Linked DNA regions of Mus musculus: all the other regions are linked to region 2. A link is a contact called in public HiChIP or PLAC-seq and promoter capture Hi-C data. All regions are on one chromosome and are shown on one strand. Each heading gives the region's core, a stretch centred on a gene start, on an enhancer-like site or on the middle of the called end of the contact. The rest is flanking DNA. Distances are from core to core; before and after follow the strand shown. Region 1 has its middle 46 kb from the start of Secisbp2. Region 2 holds the start of Sema4d (sema domain, immunoglobulin domain (Ig), transmembrane domain (TM) and short cytoplasmic domain, (semaphorin) 4D). Region 3 overlaps Secisbp2 (SECIS binding protein 2).

What was found. Promoter capture Hi-C pulls out the DNA fragments that hold promoters and counts their contacts. HiChIP or PLAC-seq counts read pairs in DNA pulled down with a chosen protein or histone mark.
Region 1: a promoter capture Hi-C map of the HPC-7 cell line shows a contact between it and region 2. The contact joins the enhancer-like site here to the promoter of Sema4d in region 2. A contact is called at or near these places in 9 of 39 promoter capture datasets (the C10 cell line, the HPC-7 cell line, embryonic stem cells and 4 more), 1 of 15 datasets of contacts at CTCF or cohesin (CD8 T cells), 7 of 484 Hi-C or Micro-C datasets (ECoMG-derived neutrophils, bone marrow-derived macrophages, cerebral cortex and 4 more), 17 of 115 datasets of contacts at active chromatin or transcription factors (the 230-238 cell line, the HPC-7 cell line, the SCID.adh cell line and 10 more) and 4 of 9 other capture datasets (adipose tissue, embryonic stem cells, liver and 1 more).
Region 3: an H3K27ac HiChIP or PLAC-seq map of T-cell acute lymphoblastic leukemia shows a contact between it and region 2, with 2.4 times the contacts expected there. The contact joins the enhancer-like site here to the promoter of Sema4d in region 2. A contact is called at or near these places in 8 of 39 promoter capture datasets (the C10 cell line, the HPC-7 cell line, HPC-7-derived erythroid cells and 6 more), 1 of 15 datasets of contacts at CTCF or cohesin (large pre-B cells), 3 of 484 Hi-C or Micro-C datasets (bone marrow-derived macrophages, colorectal tumor organoids and nephron progenitors), 19 of 115 datasets of contacts at active chromatin or transcription factors (the 230-238 cell line, CD8 T cells, the HPC-7 cell line and 12 more) and 4 of 9 other capture datasets (adipose tissue, embryonic stem cells, liver and 1 more).

What each region holds. Positions count from the first base shown.
Region 1 is chr13:51,695,353-51,699,142 of GRCm38.p6, forward strand. It overlaps a transcript of Sema4d not described here. Among named protein-coding and RNA genes, the nearest start is that of Secisbp2, 46 kb to the left of the region's middle. Within about 2 kb of position 1,334, at least 17 of the 459 cell types and tissues checked have an H3K27ac peak or open chromatin away from gene starts, as enhancers often do. A contact at or near this core is called in the HPC-7 cell line, where this site is marked.
Region 2 is chr13:51,791,704-51,795,494 of GRCm38.p6, forward strand. Sema4d (sema domain, immunoglobulin domain (Ig), transmembrane domain (TM) and short cytoplasmic domain, (semaphorin) 4D) reads right to left here and starts at 1,975. Exons shown (of 16, transcript NM_013660.5): 1 at 1,794-1,975.
Region 3 is chr13:51,673,634-51,677,524 of GRCm38.p6, forward strand. Secisbp2 (SECIS binding protein 2) reads left to right here. Exons shown (of 17, transcript NM_029279.2): 10 at 255-396; 11 at 2,654-2,820; 12 at 3,508-3,646. Among named protein-coding and RNA genes, the nearest start is that of Secisbp2, 24 kb to the left of the region's middle. Within about 2 kb of position 2,053, at least 26 of the 459 cell types and tissues checked have an H3K27ac peak or open chromatin away from gene starts, as enhancers often do. A contact at or near this core is called in CD8 T cells and T-cell acute lymphoblastic leukemia, where this site is marked.

The DNA.
Region 1 (3,790 bases), core at 84-2,583, 97 kb before region 2:
CCACAGCACCTGTAAACTTAAATGTGGCATCACTGTAAAACATGAGAGAGGTGAAGAGGTACTTACTCTCTGTTGGTTCTTTAACTATCCAATTCCTTCTGAGTGCAGAAATCAAAGAGAGGGAGAAGGAGCATTAAAAGCAGTGGACGGTGCCACCCCCTCAGTACTGTGCCATCTGGCACTGGGTGGCGGACCCAGAACTGGACCTATGCATCACAGTTGCCCAGGCACGTCCCATCCACAGGTTTCCCAGAGTTCTTTCACCCATGTCCTAGCTAGGGGTTCACTGAAGCTAACAGTTGTTTCTGTCTTGTGCCACCTGCCTCAAATACCTTCATGTGATGGTAGATATTGTCAGCTCAAGACACTCTAAAATCACCTAGGAGATGTGCCTCTAGGCATGCCTGTGAGGTTGGCCATGGTGGCTGGCACACACCGTTAATCCTAGCATTCAGGAAGCAGAGTCAGGAGGATTTCTGGGAACTGGAAGACGTGGTAGTCTAGAAAATTCCAGGCCAGCCAAGGCTACACAGTGATGCCCCCAGAGGAGGGGATGTTGAAACACAAACTGAGCAACACTGCTTCCTGACTATAGGTGCATGCCCCTGCTGCATTCCTCATAGACTCAGACTGTGAACCATAATTAAAACCTCCCCTTGACTCGCTTTTGTCAGGTATTTAGTCATGCACACGGGCTGGGCTCTTCCTGACATCAAGTTAGTGACTACTAAGCCTCCTGGGAAGGATTCTGACCCACCTATCCCCATGGGCTGCACAGTCCCCACAAGTCTGCACTCTGGCCACAAGGGCTCTTTCAAAGCTTCCCTCAACTTCTAGAAACTTCTCTCATACCGTAGCCTCAGATTTCATGAGTTCCCCCATCAGTCACATGCCATTAGTCCAGACAGCTGCTAGTTCAGATGGCATCTTATTTGGCCCTGGCCAGCCTGGAATTTAGACCAAGTACAAGCATGTCTGTTACCTGTGAGGGGAGGCTAAGCTTGAGGCCCTTTCTCTGTCTCTGCCCCCAGGCACCTCATCATGCAGGTAATCGGGACTGCACCTGGAAGTCTTGAGAGATGACGATGTAGCCATCAGTGGCTTCTTAGGACTGTGAACTGAAACAGGCCCTGGGAATGAGGGAGCTGGGCTCTGGACTCTGGGGGGACTAAAGATACTGCTCAAGGATGAGGCTGATGCTCTCAAGACATCATTGTCTGCATTTATGATGGATTCCTAAATTGGAGCAGCAGGAACCCTAGGCACACCCCACCCAGTTCTGCATCTCACTATAAGGGTCATGTGATCTTTAACACACCCACCCCCTGAAGAACCAGAATGAGGAAGTGCCCCAATGGTTGAGGACACTCTTAAAGGTCATGGATATGGGAAACCACTTTCTGGTGTGCCCCTGCCCTCCTTGAGAAAGGGAGGTACCAGGGACTCCCTTTTCCCAGCCCCACCCACCTGGCCACCACAGAGGCCCCCATTAGGAGAAAGGAGCCCCAAAAGTTTCTTTGAGCCCAGATCCTGAAGCTGCCCAGAACCCAGGAGGCCCGGAAAGGAAGCAGCTTTCATTGTCCCCACTACCCCAATTCCTCAGCTCTCTTAGGGCCCCCCGAATCCATACCCCAAACAGGGACTAAATGAGGGGACCCAAAAATGTACAGGTGCTTGCTTAGGAACCCCGCTTGGTAAAAGCAATTTGCTTATGCTGTTCGTAAAGCACCTGAGGTAAGTGTCTTAAGTTTGTAGGGTTTGTGCGCACATGGCATTGGGTGGTACTTTTACGGTGTGGGCAATTTGTAGTGTGGGTGACTTGTGATGTAGGTATTTGGTATAGGTGAGATGTGGTGGTGGTGTGGCTGTGTGCTACACATGGGGTTTGTGTGATGTGTGCAGTGTTTATGGACTGAGTACGTAGTGTGTACATGTATGTGTAGCATGATATATGGTATGGAGTGTGTATGTGGTATGTGTGATGTTATATATGTGGTACACAAAGGAAGCATGTATGGTGTGATATGTGGTGCATGGTGTGTGGCATGTAAGATGTGGTACGTGTGGCATGTGGTACTGGGGGTTATGTGAAATGTGGGATAAATGTGTTGTGTGTGCAGTGGGTAATTATATGTGTGGTGTTGGGGGCTATGTGTGGAGAGTATGTGGTGGGAGTTATGTGTGGTGCCTGGTATATGTGGTATGTGTGGTGTGGTGTAGTGTATGTCACAGTGTGGTGTGTGTTGGCATGGCATGTGCTGTACATATGCCAACCTTTGGCAGCTGGCAGCAGGACAGAATAAACATGCACCTCCCAGTGATATCAGCACACGGGGAAGCAACTGCAGTGTAAGGTCAGACAGTGCAGCGGCTCCAGCCCTCCACCCACCTGGCTGGGTATGGCCGGACCTCAGTGCTGGGCTGCAGACCCGGGCACAAAGACTGGAGGAAAAGTCAGTGCCGGATCCTGCTGCCTTTCCTGGAACTAAACGGGAGTTCCTGCAAGCTCTAGGCTGTAGGCAGCCTGACCTTCCCCACAGCCATGCTTGGGGCAGCTTTCATGTCTTCCCTGGTCATCTCACTTGGGTATGCAGAACAGGGCGTCTGAATTGCCTCATACACTGGGAAAACACTCATCCAATCCAGAGGACATGGAGGTCCTGGGTGGAAGCAGGAGTGGGCAGAATAGTCCTGAGTACAAGCCTTGCTGTCTATCTGACCTCTAATCAACCCTCTAGAGGGGTGAGGCTCCCCCAAGATAGCTCAGAGTCACCAGCAGAGCCAGAGCGGACACCAGGACACATGCCAAGGGACTGAAGAGTCCCTGTTCACCCTCTCTTTAAGTCTTGTGTTCTAAAAACAGCGCACTAGGCCTTTAATCAGCTAGCCCCAAGCCACTCACATAAATCATACAAACAGCTGTTTTAGGAGAGAGAAAAACGCAGGTCAAGGCTCCCAACTTGCTCTGCCCACCTAGCCCTGCCCTGCCCATGTCATTGGGCTAGGAGAGCCAACTGGGGTCTCACCTGGGACAGCTGCTTTGGCCTCCTCAGCAGACCTCAAAGACATACACTGCTTTTTGTAGAAAGGTTACAGGGAGTTGAGTTCAAAACCACATGGCCTCTGCTTCAGATAAGATTGTCTGCCAACTCCGACCCAACCTGCCACCTGCTCAAAGATAGCAGAGGCCCTGGCATGTTCACACCACCAAAGCCCACCCAGCCATCACCAGGCTGGCGGTGCCTTTCCCTAAAGTGCCTTGTCTTGGTGGAGGACAGGACTGAAAAGACAGGCCCCGGGTGTGGTCAAATGTTTGTGGAAAAAAGGACAGGAGAAAGTAGGTAAGGGAGAGTAAGGGTTTGGTCCCATGTCTGCTCAAGACAGAGACTTGGTGCGTGCGTGCGTGCGTGCGTGCGTGCGTGCGTGCGTGCGTGCGTGTGTGTGTGTGTGTGTGTGTAGATGCATGCAAAGGCTTGAGGTGACAGGTTCTGTCAATCAAACCCAGAGCACTGCTAAATGGCTCATCCTGCCAGCTAGCATGCTCTGGGGATTCCATCACCACTTTCTAAAGATGGAATTACAGGTGGGTCACCAAGCCTACCCAGCACTTAGGTGGGGGTCTGGGGATGAGAACCCCAGTCCTTACACTCCCACAGTAAGGACTTTAATCAGTGAGCTGTCTCCCCAGCCTGGGCTCAGTCCGCTCTGAGGGGCATGAGAGGAACTCACTCTTCCACTTCAGTTTCCACTCACACCCTGCACACTTCCGGCCCCCACAGTCCCCAGCCAT
Region 2 (3,791 bases), core at 725-3,224:
AGAGAAGCAACTGTCCACAAGTGGATGATGTCACCAGACACACTGCCCTGGCCCCAGACCCCCTGGATTCCTGAGGCAGCACGGTCCACACCAGGCACCTCATCCCTCAGTCCAGGGCAGGCAGCCACCTGCCAAGACTCCAACCACTGGGGAGGAGTCTCTGTAAGGCACACAATGACAGCCAGAAGTCATTGGAGTCTATAGACAGAGGGACTTCGCAGCTCCATTTCAAAGGACAGACTTAAACAAGCCCATCACAGGAAGGCAGCCTCTGACTCTTGCCCTGGCTCCAGGTCGCACATCCATCGTGCAAGAACGGCAATGCCACAACTGGTATAGGCAACGTGTGTCTGTTTCTTTGGTTTACTTGCTGTGTGGACCAGCCAGACCTAACTGAGTCTTATGGTCAGGAAAGACAAGCTTTGCCCACACCAACATCCCTGCTCACTATTCTATCCATTCCGCTTCTCAACAGATGATCGCTCTGACGTGATGCACACAGACAGCAACGGTCAAAATGACAATCAGGCCATTATAGTCGCTACCGGGATCTACCCCCACCTCTGCCCAAGACTGCCTGCTTCTGGGACACTGTAAACATTCCCAAATAACCCTGCCTGCCTGGGCAGACAAGAGACAAGTCAGACGCCAGGGGCACATATGAAGTGACAGACCGCTGGTGTCACTTCACCCTCCTGGGAAGGAAACTTCCGTTTGGTAGCGCCTGGTAGACCCACAGCTGGGTCAGATGGCTGGCTACAGGCCCCCAGTCCAGTGAGAGGTTGGGCCACCCACGGGCCTGGGCTGTGCTCCACACAGTGAGGGTTTTCAAAACAAAAGCAGGACAAGTTCATGTGGCAAATGACCCAGTATGTAGGGGCAGGCCTTCACCACATGCTTCATTGAAAGCCAAAACTCCACATTCACCCACAGAGAGACTAAACAGAAAACATATAGAGGGCAGCTACGTGCTCAGCGCTGTTTTGTTTTTTGGCTGATTTTTTTCCCCAAGCCATAACTGGCTGAGCCCCAACAGAACCAGCCCCCTGCAAATCATCGGGCGCCAGCAACAGGTGCAGCTCGAGCTAAAGCTGGTGGTGGTTCCGGGCGGTTCTAGAATAACGCAGCCCGAATCTTCCAGGAAGCCACCGCCTTGCAGTGCCCACTGCCCGGCGGTGGCAACCTCACCGCGGCCGCACCTGTCTGAGTGCACCGCGCCACATCCGGTGCACCCGAGCCAAGGCCTGGGAGACCGAAATAGAAGCTGGTTAGGCCGGGGCTGGGAGCCCGGCTACGGGCACCGGGCCTGACCTGGGAGGCACCGATCAAGGAGTCAGCACCCGGGGGTCCCAGCGTGCAGGGCCTGGCTGGTCAAGTCGCATCCGCTGCCTGTCCCGTGTCCCTGCTCCAGCCACCTGCCTGCCAGGGCCTGGCGGGAGCTAGGGAAGGGACGCCGGAGAGAGATCCGGGCTGGGGTGGAACTGCAGAGAGGGTCTGGAAAACGCGGTGGAAATGTAGAGGGGGGTGAGGAATCCGGATGGGACTCAGAGGGGACCCAAAGGATCCTGATGCGAACGCAGAGGGAGTCCGGGGGCATCCAGGTGGGAATGCAGACTAGGTCCTAGCGGTGTGGGAGAACCTGGGGAAGAAGCTCGGAGAGGGATCCTGGGAGCCCCGAGGGGGTCGCAGGAGAGGCTCCAACAGGGTTCCTAGGTTTACCGCGGGGGCTCGCCGCGCTCCGCGCACCTGCCCAACCCCGCGCGCGCTCCTCCCGCGCCGGCCCAGTCGCTTACCTGGAGCGCGCGTCCGACCCGCGGAGGCTCTCGGCGGGGGCTGGCCAGGCCAGCTCCGCGCCAAGAATGGCGGCGGCGTTGGTGGCAGCGACGACAGAGGCGAACGGCGCCAGGAGCTTGAGTCGGGGAGGCCGGGAGACGCGCGGAGATGCTGCGGCGCGAGAGGGAGCGGAGGCCGGCGTGGGGAAGGAGGGCGCGGGGCTAGCGTGCAGGCCCCACCCCCTCTCCCTCCCTTCCCGCCTCCTCCCCTCCCCCTCCCGTCTCTTCCCTCCCTTCGCCCCTCCCCCTTCCTCCTAGTCCCTCCTCTCACCCCAACCTCTCTCCCTTCTTCCTTGCCCTCCCGCGCCCCGCCCCTGTCTTCACCTACCCCAGTCTTTTTCTCCTGCTCCCCTCTTGTTTCCTTTCTCCCTCCCTTCCTTTCCTTCCCCATTTACCTTCCACCACCTCTTCCTCTTTTCATCCAACTCCCTCGTCCTCTTCCCCCGTGTCCCCCCCCCCCCGTCCCCCATCCCCCAAAGCCCCATGGTCCAGACCCCAGGGGCTCTTTCCTACCCAAGTCTGGTCTCTTGAAAACAGAGGAGATTACCAGCAAAAGGAGCCTTTTGATCCTTTCAGCCTCCTAATGATCCAGCCTGCTCGTCCAGGTCCCCAAAGTCTCCTGTGCCCCATGCTCTGGGGTCACCAGCGTTGACCCCAGAGATGCTGGGCTCTTACCTTTATGATCTAGGATAGACCCTTTGGGGTTCTCAATGCAAGGTGTGGGTGGTTCTTCCCATGGACCAAGGCTTCCTGTATGCAGCTCCCGATGAGATACATTTCTAACTAATTCTGGGCCTTCCGAAGTTGGTTGGTACAAAGGGTAGACATAGCCAGGTCCTTAACATGCTTTCTGAGGTTGGTGCTCCAGAACCTATGATTAAAAAAAAACCCAGACAGTGGTGCTTTGTTGTAATCCCAGTGTTGAGGCAGAGACTATTGGTGGAACCCTGGATGGAGTTCACTGGCCAGCCAGCCTGCCTTACTTAATCCGAAGTCAGACTCAGATTTCAGTAAGGGACCCTGTCTCCTAAAACTAAGTGGACAACACCTGGGTTGACCTCATGGCATATTGCATGGGTACACACACACAGACACACACACACACTGCAGCCACAGGGCATGTCCTTTTCTGCCCTTGAAGGGAGAAGTGACCCTCAGTTCACACAGTAACTGGCCAGGTGGGAAGTGCTGCCCAGAGACACAGTCCCTCCCTAAAAGGAAACCCAGTTCCTTAATGAACCTGCCGGAAGAACCAAGAAATAGATCAAGACCAGTCTCTAGGCAGACTGGTGGCTTCCTGAATTCCAGAAGGCCCTTAGGGGCTTCCAGCAGGGATGAGGCTGTTGGGAAGGCAGGCAGCTGACAGCAGTTAAACTGAGCAAGCCCTTCCTAAAGGATAGAAGGTCCTAGAAAGAACCAGGAAGCTTCTTCAGGTTAGGTGTGCCAGTCAGTGCTGGCTCAGAGAGCACAATAGGCCTACTAGAGGTCAAAACAGTAGAACCAACCAGAGGAGGGTCGGTTGTCTTTGCTCTAGGGCTGTGTTTCTCAACCTGTGGGTCAAGAACCCTTTGAGGGTGGGAATTCGAAGGTCTTGTTCACAGGGGTCACCTAAGACCATTGGAGAACACAGATATTTACATTATAATTCATAACAGTAGCAAAATTACAGTTACAAAGTAGCAACAAAACTAATTTTATGGTTGGGGAGCCATCACAACAGGAGGAACACTATCACAGGGTCACAGCATCAGGAAGGTTGCCGACCAGTGCTCTAGGGGGGCTCATAACCTGCATTGAATCTAGAACCTGACAAAACTCAGCTGGGGGCTTGCTTCCAAGTTGACCTTGGGCCTCAGTTCTCTTTTTTTGTTGTTGTTGGTGGTGGTGGTTTTTGTTTGTTTTTTTGAGACAGAGTTCCTCTGTGTATCCCTGCCAGTCCTGGAACTCACTCTGTAGACC
Region 3 (3,891 bases), core at 803-3,302, 120 kb before region 2:
AAAATTTGATGTCTTACCTGTCAGTATATGATGTTAATTCACAGTGGAGATATAGATAGAAATGGAAAGGAATAACCAACCACAGCAATGAGGGCAGATAATGTGAGTTTTTAATTACTTGATTTAATAAAAACAAAACCAGAAAAATTAAAGTCTTTTAATGTGTTCATTTTATCTTTTTATTTTTTGAAAATGTAAATCTTGGTGTAAAAAATACAGTATTAGGAGTAAACTTGTAAATCTGTGCTTTGTAGAATGAATTTAAAACAAGTGGGAAGAAGAGCCAGGTCCCAGTGCAGCTGGACCTGGGGGGCATGCTGGCCGCGCTGGAGAAGCAGCAGCAGCAGCAGCACGCCTCGCACGCCAAGCCATCCTCCAGACCCGTCGTGTTCTCAGGTGGGCACCTGTCACCTCAGCAAGGGCTCAGAACTGCTCCCCAGAGGCCACTCTGTCCCAGGTCCATTAGAACAGAACAGTCTCTTCTGCTGGGTGACATGGTGCAGAAGAGCAGAGGCTACTCGCCCCACAGACGGAAACAAACGCAGATGAGTCGGGAGGGAGTCTCAGCCAGCCAGGACAACATGCTGAGAGTCTTGTCTCAAATATATTTAAATATGATCTATAAGGATTAATAACCGAGTTCCAGAATGGCCAGGGCTATATGGAGAAACCCTATCTTGGAAAACCCAAACAAAAAGAATCAAGAACCATCTTATTTAAAGCTAAAAGGTGTCCCCAGTTATCCTACTGTGGGGTCTAGGGCGGAGCTCATCTTGTCAGGCTGAAGGGCAAGTGCTCCTACTGGCTGACCATTTGCCGGCCCAGTTAACCCTTGTATGATGTCGAGATTCCAGGACAGAAAATCTCCATGCAAGGTGCTATTTTCTCAGGGTCTCGCTGTATTCTGCCTGCGTGGATCTCCCTTGTGTGGGTGGATGGGGGAGAGACAGACATAGCATGGTGTGGAGCAGTGGCTGGGAGCTTTATGTCCTGTTCCACGGGCAGTAGGCAGAAAGAGCGACACTGGATCTGCCGCGGGCTTTTGAAACCTCGGGCCCACCCCAGTGACATGTTCTTCAGAAAGGCCACACCACCTAATCCTTCCTAAACAACTTTCTTTAGCTGGGACCAAACATTCAAATATGTAAGTCTGTAGGAGCCTTTCTCATTCAAACGACCGCAGACACCACTCTGGACAGGGTATAGTCAGTGCAAATGGACTCTCCTGTGCCAGCTCTGTGGATGTGCAAGTAGATCACACGTGTACTCATGGCGGCCAGAAGAGGAGGTTGGATAGTCTCCATCACTCTGTCCTGTGCACTCCTTTTGAATCAGGGTTTCTCCCAGAACCTGGGGCTCTTTCCTTCTCAGCTAGACTAGAAATGGCCAAGCCTCAGTCATCTCCTCTCTGATCCCGTAGAGCTGTGATTACAGGTGTGCACACGGTGCCTGGCTTGGTACACGGGTGCTAGGATCCTCGTGACTACAGAGCAAGCATTCAAATGATGTACTAAGCTTCCGGCCCCTTTGGTTTGTTGCTGTGAAGTTTATATAAGTTCAACTTTTTCAACTGTACAATTTAGAGGTCCAGATGAGGGGATGGATTCAGTGGTGCCATTAGGTGCCAGACAAGCAAGCAGGTCTAGCCACATGTCTGCTCCTAACAGTGTATGAGAGTAAGGCTCTGTAGATGCAAGCTGCTGTGTTGTAGAATGAGGAGCAGCCTAGAAGTAGTGTCGCCTGTGGACAAGTTGTGTAAGTGACTCAGGGATTGCATGAGTGAGGTCGGACGGACAAAACACTAGTTATTTTAACATGACACTCCATAAGGGAGTGGCCAAGACATGCTTAGACAAATTCTAAGAGTTCTTGGAACAAGGTAGTGGGCACATGCGGGGTTTGTTGGTTATCATTCCTTTTTCTTTGGTATTTTAGAAATCATATAATCATCTGTGGTAATCAAGGGAACTGACAGGAGCAGGGAGGGGCAGGAAAAGAGAATGGTGAGGAGAAGAATGTTCAACCTATGAGAGAGCCGTGTTCAAAGGCTTTAAACATGAAGGGGTAGAGCACAGAGGGACCAGCGATTGCCGTGAAACAGCGCTGTGGTAGGAAGTGGGGTAGAGTGGGAAAGTTCAACTCCGGTGTTCAGTACTTACTACAGTTACTAATTGGAGGAATCAACTGCCCATAGCGGGATTCAGAGAATGATTTTGTCCAGAAAAACTCAAGAATCAACTAGAAGCAGGACTTGAATTTTGTAAGAGCCATGTAATATAAGTAGACAAACAATATTACTAAGAAAGCAGTAATCAACTTGTGCAGAGGCAGTACCAACTGAGTGTGTCGTGATAAACAGTTCCCAGGAGCCACTGGTAGTAAACACAAGACCAACCACCTCAAAATAGCCCAAATCAAGCAGTGTGGTCCTTGAAGTTTTAGGCTGTACGACGACACAGTCTGTTTGACTGTGGCCAGAGGACAGACCTTCCCAAAGTATTTGCAAGCAGAGATTAAATACCATTTGGAATCCATGCCTATGAGAAGGTGGTTTGACAAAGGTCAGTAAGGTTGTGGATCAGAGAGTGCATGGGAGACCCCTCCAGACCCTCGGCCTGAGCTGAGGGACCGAGTGGCACCCCCTGTGTTGCAGTTGGAGCAGTGCCAGTCCTGTCCAAGGATGCCTCCTCCAGTGAGAGGGGACGCCGCTCCAGTCAGATGAAGACCCCACACAACCCCCTGGACTCCAGTGCCCCCCTGATGAAGAAGGGGAAGCAGAGGGAGATACCTAAGGCCAAGAAGCCCACCTCACTGAAGAAGGTATGTGGACATTTTCCATGGAAGCAAGACACTGGAAGACTGATGCACTCTGCCTATTTGCCTGCCACTCTCAGCCCTTCAGTCTTTTCAGTTGTTCTGGGGAACGAAGCGAAGGGCATTTCTTATGTAGGAAGCATTCCACCACTGAGCTAGAGCCCAAGCCCACACCTTTGACTGTTAAGGATCACATTGCAGACCAACGCTGCACCAATTGTCAGGGGTTCCTGGTGAATGGTCCTTCTCCTCATACCAAGACAGTGGGCGTGAGGCCAAGACAGAGCCTTCCTGTTCCTGGGGGCAGGACAGACACACACCCAGCGTGGGGCACTTGCATTAACCTTCACATACGATGCTGCTTCCTGGCACTCTGCCAGTGACTGAAAGTTTCTCTGCATACCTCCTGTTCACCAGTTGGCCCTATGGTGTGGGTGTGTGCTCTGTGTTTGTTTAAATGTCTGTGGTGAGTGACTCTTGTTCCACACATTTGGCCTCTGAGTCTTGTGTTTCCAGAGAGAACTGTGTGATGCTCATGTTATATGTGGTGTGGAGCAAGCCACCCAGAGGCATGACTGAACTTAGGCATTTCTCAGGCAGAAGAGCTTATCTTTTAGGTGCAAGTATGTAGGGTATTTGTTTTGTTTTGTTCTGTTCTGGTTTGATGTTTTGGTTCCGTTTGGTTTTTTTTAGATAATTTTGAAAGAACGGCAAGAGAGGATGCAGCAGCGACTCCAAGAAAGTGCTGTGAGCCTGACGGTGGCCAGTGATGACTCACAGGATGTGGAGAGTGGCGCCAGTAACCAAACCCCCAGTCAGGACAACCCCACAGGTACCAGTCCTCTGAGTGAGTGTGTATGTGTATGTGTGTGCGTGCGCGCACGCTTGCACGCGCCTGAAATAATCTTTCAGGTGAGAACTACTGTGAGAATGGTGAGCTGTGGTAGAAACTGTGGGAACTCCGCCAACCCCACATGGACCTTGTGGTAAAATGCAAGTCAGCATGGCGCCTGGAGGATGTGGTTTCCACAGTCTAGCCTTATAGGACACAGGAGCGAGCCCCTTCCCGAGGTTTGG